Linked DNA regions of Mus musculus: region 1 is linked to region 2. The links are chromatin contacts, called in public HiChIP or PLAC-seq maps. All regions are on one chromosome and are shown on one strand. Each heading gives the region's core, a stretch centred on a gene start, on an enhancer-like site or on the middle of the called end of the contact. The rest is flanking DNA. Distances are from core to core; before and after follow the strand shown. Region 1 has its middle 74 kb from the start of Gm36442. Region 2 overlaps 4921511C10Rik (RIKEN cDNA 4921511C10 gene).

Region 1 (3,711 bases), core at 661-3,160, 180 kb before region 2:
TGACAGTGCCCCACTGCTCATCACACAGTGGACAGATGACAGTGCCCCACTGCTCATCACACAGTGGACAGATGACAGTGCCCGACTGCTCATCACACAGTGGACAGATGACAGTGCCCGACTGTTCATCACACAGTGGACAGATGACAGTGCCCGACTGCTCATCACACAGTGGACAGATGACAGTGCCCCACTCCTCATCACACAGTGCACAAATGACGGTATCCTACTACTCATTACCCAACTCAGCAAGCATCAGTTGACAGACAATCTTATTTCATCTCTCTCTTCATTACTAACCCCCATCCCCAGGACACCCTATCTCTATGGTATAAAACACATGACATCTTTTTCTTATCGTAACCGCTTGGCCAGTATTTACCCTAAACAATTAATACTTTGACTAATCACTATCCAAAAGTTGAGTTGTCTCCTAACTTTTTAAAAATACTTATTGATTTATTATATGTAAGTGCACTGTAGCTGTCTTCAGACACCCCAGAAGAGGGCATCAGATCTCATCATGAATGGTTGTGAGCCACCATGTGGTTGCTGGGATTTGAACTCAGGATCTTCTAAAGGGCGGTTAGTGCTCTTAACCGCTGAGCCATCTCTCCAGCCCAACTTTTTTAAGTGTTGGAAAATCCAAATTAGCTTCACACCTCTTTGGTGACTCTTTGAGGCTTTTTATTACGTCTTAACTGCTCATTCGTTAACAAAACTGGGTTGCTTGTCCCATAAAACTTCTGTCATGTATCTTCTGTCTCTCTTCACTGATACTGTTTGACATTTTCTGACATCGTTTTATTTCTACACGTCGTCAGTGGGAGTCGGAGCTGGGTCTGTGTCATGCTGAGTTCTGTGGCAAGGCTACTTCACAAATTCGCTAGGACTGCTGTAACAAAACACTACAAGCTGGTGGCTTAAATAGCAGCGAGGTAGATGTGTCTCTCCATGTGTGTCTTGTGGGCCCGTCTGTACCTGTGTCCCGACAACCTCTTCTCATAATGAGCATACTCATGTTCCTTTATTTTTGTTTTGTGATGCTAAAAACTAAGCCCATAGCTTCATGCATGCCAGGGAAAGGCTTAACAACTGAGCAACATGCTAACCCTAATTTCTTCTTAAAATCTCCTTAAAGGTTGGGTATATGGCTTCCTGGGTAAAATGCTTTCTTTCTGTGCAAGCATGAGGCCCAGAGTTCAGATGCTCAGAACACACATAAAAGCTGCACATGGTGGGATATGTCTGGAACCCCAATGCTAGGAGGGGAGGGTGGAGACACAGATTCCAACCAGAACACTTTAGGTTAAGGGGGAATAACTTTTTAAAATCCCAATATTGGGGTTGGAGAGTTGGCTCAGTGGTTTAGAGCACTGACTGCTCTGCTAGAGGTCCTGAGTTCAATTTCCAGCAACCACATAGTGGCTCACAACCATCTGTAATGGGATTTGATGCCCTCTTCTGGTGTGTGTCTGAAGATAGCTTGTGTACTCATATAAATCAATCAATCAATCAATCTTTAAGAAACTCCCAATATCAGTGGAGTTAGGATTCCTCGGTGACATCATTTGAATGTCTACCTCCAGAGGCAGTCACATGCTGAAGTCCATGCTAGGTCTTTACTGTGTAAGTCTGGAAAGGAGAATGGGAAGGCGTTCAATGATAGAGCCCGTGCTTAGCTTGCAGGAGAGTCTGGGTTCCATCCTCAGAACCATTTAATGATCTCTAGAAAGGGCCTAGCTTCTCCCATCACAAGGCACATAACCTAAGAGGCACATACGATCTACGCATTCTGCTTGCGATGCTCCTGGTGGCCTCTTAGCACCAGTGCATAGATGCAGTAACTGTTTAGGCCTCACATGGGGGTGGTGCCTCCATTTCTGTTACTCCTTTTGTATTCATAAGCTGGAGAACTTGGATTTCCTCTTTTAAAGTCACCTCACTTTCTGTGTGGTTATATGGTGGTGTGCTGTGTGTTGCAAAAGTGGAACTCACATGACTTTATTTCCTCCTATTTTCTGTTTTCAAAGTTAGTTCACTGGAATGCTCCAAAAAGGGCCTCTGTACTGATTTGTTTTGGTGTTGGGGATGGAACCCAAGGCCTCCTGGTTACTAAGCAAATGCTCTGTCTCTGGCCCACAAAATCTCTCTCTCTCTCTCTTTTTTAAAAAGAATTATTTATTTTCTGTCTATGAATACATTGTTGCTACCTTCAGACACACCAGAAGGGGGCATCAGATTCCATTACAGATGGTTGTGAGCCACCACTTGGTTGCTGGGAATTGAACTCAGAACCTCTGGAAGAGGTTAAGCCAGTGTTCTTAACCGCTGAGCCATCTCTCCAGCCCCAAAATCTCTTCAAGTCTGACTCCTCCAGTTCCTTTCGACTTGAGAGGGTGTTTTTTGTTTTGTTTTGCTTTGCTTTGCTTTGCTGTTATGGGGTGAGTGGATATAAAGATGTGAGTGCACATTTTCAGAGGTCAGGGGGCAGCTTTGTGAAATCTGGTCTCTCCTTCCATCTTTACATGAGTGTGTAGGTAAAACTTAGATAATCACATTTACTGTGCAATCACTTTTACCTGCTGAGCCATCTCTCCAGCCCTACAGTGAGTTTTGACAACTCTTTTGCTGTCTGGTCTTGCTGCATGGCCTGTTGAGATGCTTCAGGTTCATCTATTTCATCTCGTTCTCCAAAGCTATAGTTAGCCATTTCTCCAAGATGCCCTGATTGCTTTTGGTGTGAAGGTATTTGGAGAATCTGAACACTTAGCCCGGTGTAGGATGTATGCTTGTTTTCTTTTGGCACTCCGAAGACTGAGGCAAGACTGAGGCCAATTGGGGGGTTACGGAGTAAGTTTAAGAACAGCCCGAGCTACACAATGTGATCTAGTCCCTAAAACAAACTAAAAGAATCTAAGTACTAACGTGTGATGGTTTGTATATGTGTGGCCCAGGGATTGGCACTCTTAGAAGGTGTGGCCCAGTTTGAGTAGGTGTGTCACTGTGGGTGTGGCCTTTAAGACCCTCACCCTAGCTGCTTGGAGGTCAGTCTCCTCATAGCAGCCTTCAGATGAAGATATAGAACTCTCAGCTCCGCCTCCACCATGCCTGCCTGGATGCTGTCATGCTCTCACCTTGATGATAATGGACTGAATCTCTGAACCTGCAAGCCAGCCCCAACTAAATGTTTTATAAGAGTTGCCTTGGTCATGGTGTCTGTTTATAGTAGTAAAACCCTATCTAAAACATAAGGGAATTTTCAGCTACTGAATTGGCCCTTATGTTTAGGTCTTTGCAGTGAAGAGAATATGGGGGAAAATAAATATACAACTACAATCCATGTAGTAGTAATGGTGTGGGGGTGTGCACGTGTGCACGCGCGTGCACATGCACGCATGGGCGTGAACATGATGAGTGATATTGTAATAAACTTCAGAGACTTTCATCTCTTTTACATCTGTAATGCCCCCCCCACCTCCTCCAAGAATTTTCGTACTCATTCAAAGCAGGAATGATTGAATGAGAATCTCACTTTGTTTTTCATTTGCTCCAACCCATAATATATCAGATCCATAATACAGAATCAGAGTAAAAATATTAAAATACTTCCACCAAAATTTGTGCTGTTGTTTTTGGTCCAATAATATAATCCACTAGAGGTTATAAAAGCATCCATAAGTCCAGTCCATATGTCTGATGCCCCTGCGG
Region 2 (3,384 bases), core at 706-3,205:
TTAAAGAAATGGGAATTATAAATACCATGGTAGCAGTTTTAACTGTTGGGGTTCTTTAGCATTCCCTGTGTGTGAAAGTGAACAAGTGGCAAATTTTGGGGGGGGGTTCATATTTTAGGTGTTCTTCTAGGAAACGGAAGTGAGTTAGTGAAAATGCATTTATGACCTGGGCAGGCCCTCTGAATTTCCGAAATGCTCACGAAATTGTTCATTTGTTATTAGCATTCAGCCAGTGTGCTGGAGTCTCAGGTTCTGAAGTAGGGTAGATGTACGCGCATACAGATTCAACTGTTATTAGTTTGCATAGCATTTTCATGTTGTAATTGGCCTTCACACACACTGAATTACTAATTAGTATAATCCCGATAACTATAGTTTAATTTTATCACAGAATGTGGCTTGTTATATTAACTATAAGTTTTCTCCGAGGACATACTTTTTTCCAACTCTTGTTGGAAGTAGATTTTTTTTATTCCTCACATAGTACATCCTGGTTATGGTTTCTCCTCCCTTTACTCCTGGAGAGATGCTTGACCAGAAGACGTTTATTCTTAGCGGTTTATCACTTTCAACTCAGTCAATACCCTGCTGGAATGAGAACCCAATCTCATCTAGGATGGGTAGAGGTGGGCTCACCCTCTACACACAAGCAAAGATGTAAATTGGACACACATATGTTAAAACACAAGAAACCAGCCATACACAGTATTTCCTCTTTTTTTTTTTTTTTTTTTTTTTTACTTTTGAGACCAGAATTTCCGTGGCTTATCCCGGCCTGGTGTGTTGCTGAGGATAACCTTGAACCTCCGATCTTGCTGCCACCTCCCAAGTTCTGGGATCACAGCCTCTGCCGTTGTAAGCGGTTTGAAGTGTTCCACTCTTCATAGAGAGTAGCAAGGGGGACTTCATAGTTGAGTGTCCCAAGCTAAAGTTGTGTGTGCTGTATGTCTAGTTTGGCCATAGTTTTGCCCTGCCACATTGAATACGGTTTTATCTCTCAGCATTTGAAAGGCAGGCAGGTGTGTGGAGGAGGGAGCAAAGGCGGCACGCCTGGTCAGACTCCTGGTGTCTTAGGGTTTTACTGCTGTGAACACACACCATGACCAAGGCAACTCTCATAAGGACAATATTTAGTTAGGGCTGGCTTACAGGTTCAGAGGTTCACTCCATTGTCATCAAGGTGGGAGCATGGCAGCATCCAGGCAGGCATGGCACAGGCAGAGCTGAAAGTTCTACAGCGTCATCTGAAGGCTGCTAGTGGAAGACTGGCTTCCAGGGAGGTAGAATGAAGTTCTTAAAGCCCACACCCACAGTGACACACCTACTCTAACAAGGCCACACCTTCTTCAACAGGGCCATACCTTCTAATAGTGCCACTCCCCGGGCAGAGCATTTACAAACCATCACACCCGGTGTAATCTCTGAGTAATGGGGCTTCTGCTTTGTCCATAAGCATTGTGAGTCAGCTGACAGTGTTAGGAAATGGACCTCTGTGAAGGAGCAGAATTTCTATATCCATGTGGTACCCCATGGGCATATCAAGTTGTCTGAGACCACTGAATTACAGATAGCAGGGTGAGTGTACGGGCCATGCGGTCCTACATTACAGTTGGTCCTTATGCATTGAAAGGATACACCTACCCGTTTAATTGTCACAAAGTTTTATTTCCAAAATATAAACAAAATAAATAGGGCAGGATATTGAAAAGGTTTCATGAAAGAGTCTGAAGCTGCTTGATACATCTGGTCAGGCGGCAGCTTTAAGTCTCAATGACAGAGTTCTAGGACGTACACATTTGTACACCTGAGGCCCCCTAACCCCTGCCACATGCTAAGTGCTTGTGAAACATACCTGTGTGCTAGGAACCGAGATCATTGCATGGTACAGGGAGGCTGAAGCACAGGACCAACCGTGCTTGCAGGGTTCCTGCTGTAGTGTGGGCGTGCAGTGTGCTGATGCAGAAGAATGAACACCTCAGAGTGCAGCTGAACGGCACAGAGAAACGGTGAAGTGAGCTGTTGCCCCGTCTCTGGGCTTTGTTCAGTCTTATTTCAGATAACTCTGCAACAGTTTGGCGAAGTGCATTCTATAGAGTAGAAAACACATGTTTAAAGGTAGAAGACAAGAGAAGATTCTAGAGAATTTTGAGCATCATTTCCTACACCATTAGCACTCTGTGCCATAGACCCAACCCGGGACACTTCCCCTAGTTAAGACCTCCCCCTCTGAACTGCATTGGTGGGACACTTCCACTTTTAATCCTTAAATCGCAAGGACATTGAGCTCAGTAGTGTTCTGTCCCTTTCTGTTAGTGTATGAGACGTAGGAGGTTAGGTGTCATCAAGTGGGCAGTGAACAAAGCCTAAGGTTTCTGCCAGCTGTAAACAACTCGGCATCCTGTTGTTTGAACAGAAATATCTCAGTGAATGTGTGTGTGTGCTAAAAGTAGATTCCCTCAGGTTTTTGTTTTTTTGTCAGAATAGGGGTGGAGTCATTGAACAGGAAGAAAAGGGATCCGGTAAACAGGAATTGCTGCTGAGAGATGGGTTGAGGGGAAGATGGGATCCTTGTGAGAATGAAGAGGGCCCTCCCCCACCCCCCTTCAGTCACTGCTGTGGGAAGAGACCTGAAGTTTGCTAGCACTGCATGGTGCAGCTCACAAGATTCGGAAGTTACTTCAGTTGATCCCCACAGATTAGGCAGTTGTGTTTAATTGTAATAGTCTCAGTGCTTACGCTGTGAGGCTCATTTTCTTAGTTTGCTTTTGTTTTTGTGTTTTTGAGACAGGGTTTCTCTGTGTCGTCTTAGCTGTGCTGGAACTCACTCTGTAGATCAGGCTGGATCCACCTGCCAGTGCCTCCCAAGTGCTGGGATCAGAGCCAGTTTTGTTGCTTGTTCTTTCTCTCTCTCTTTTCTTTTATTTTCAGTTTCTTTTATTACATTGTGTGTGTGTGTGTGTGTGTGTGTGTGTGTGTGTTTGTGTGTGTGTGTATGCATGGGCCTCATGTAGAGGTCAAAAGAGAACTTGCAGGAGTTGTCATGTGGGTCCTGGGGATTGAACTCAGGATGTCAGGCTTGGTGGTAAGTGTCTTTACTGGCTGAGTCCGTCAACATTGTCTTGTTAGGTAGCCAAGGTTGGTCTCACTCCTAATCTTCCCATCTGAGATCCACAGGTATGTGCCACCATGACTGGTTTTGTTTTTGTTTTTAATAAAAATATTTTTATTTTAGTATTGCTAGTAAAGTCTCAGTAGTAAGATAGCCATCTTTTTTAGTGTTTACATACATATGTTCAAGAAGGTTGAGAAAGTGGCAGGTGAGATACTTAAAAAACAATTTTATCTTCCCAAAAAAAGGAAGAAAAAAAAAGCAAGAAAAAGAAA

What was found. HiChIP or PLAC-seq counts read pairs in DNA pulled down with a chosen protein or histone mark.
Region 1: a contact with region 2 is called in an H3K4me3 HiChIP or PLAC-seq map of bone marrow-derived macrophages, with 5 times the contacts expected there. The contact joins two enhancer-like sites. A contact is called at or near these places in 1 of 15 datasets of contacts at CTCF or cohesin (the NIH/3T3 cell line), 3 of 484 Hi-C or Micro-C datasets (bone marrow-derived macrophages, cerebral cortex and forebrain), 6 of 115 datasets of contacts at active chromatin or transcription factors (bone marrow-derived macrophages, embryonic stem cells, extraembryonic endoderm stem cells and 1 more) and 1 of 9 other capture datasets (embryonic stem cells).

The regions. Positions count from the first base shown.
Region 1 is chr3:79,436,685-79,440,395 of GRCm38.p6, reverse strand. It overlaps a transcript of Gm17359 not described here. Among named protein-coding and RNA genes, the nearest start is that of Gm36442, 74 kb to the left of the region's middle. Within about 2 kb of position 1,910, at least 31 of the 459 cell types and tissues checked have an H3K27ac peak or open chromatin away from gene starts, as enhancers often do. A contact at or near this core is called in bone marrow-derived macrophages, where this site is marked.
Region 2 is chr3:79,252,177-79,255,560 of GRCm38.p6, reverse strand. It overlaps 4921511C10Rik (RIKEN cDNA 4921511C10 gene), which reads right to left. Exons shown (of 3, transcript NR_045502.1): 3 at 1,648-2,087. It also overlaps a transcript of Rapgef2 not described here. Among named protein-coding and RNA genes, the nearest start is that of 6430573P05Rik, 33 kb to the left of the region's middle. Within about 2 kb of position 1,955, at least 101 of the 459 cell types and tissues checked have an H3K27ac peak or open chromatin away from gene starts, as enhancers often do. A contact at or near this core is called in bone marrow-derived macrophages, where this site is marked.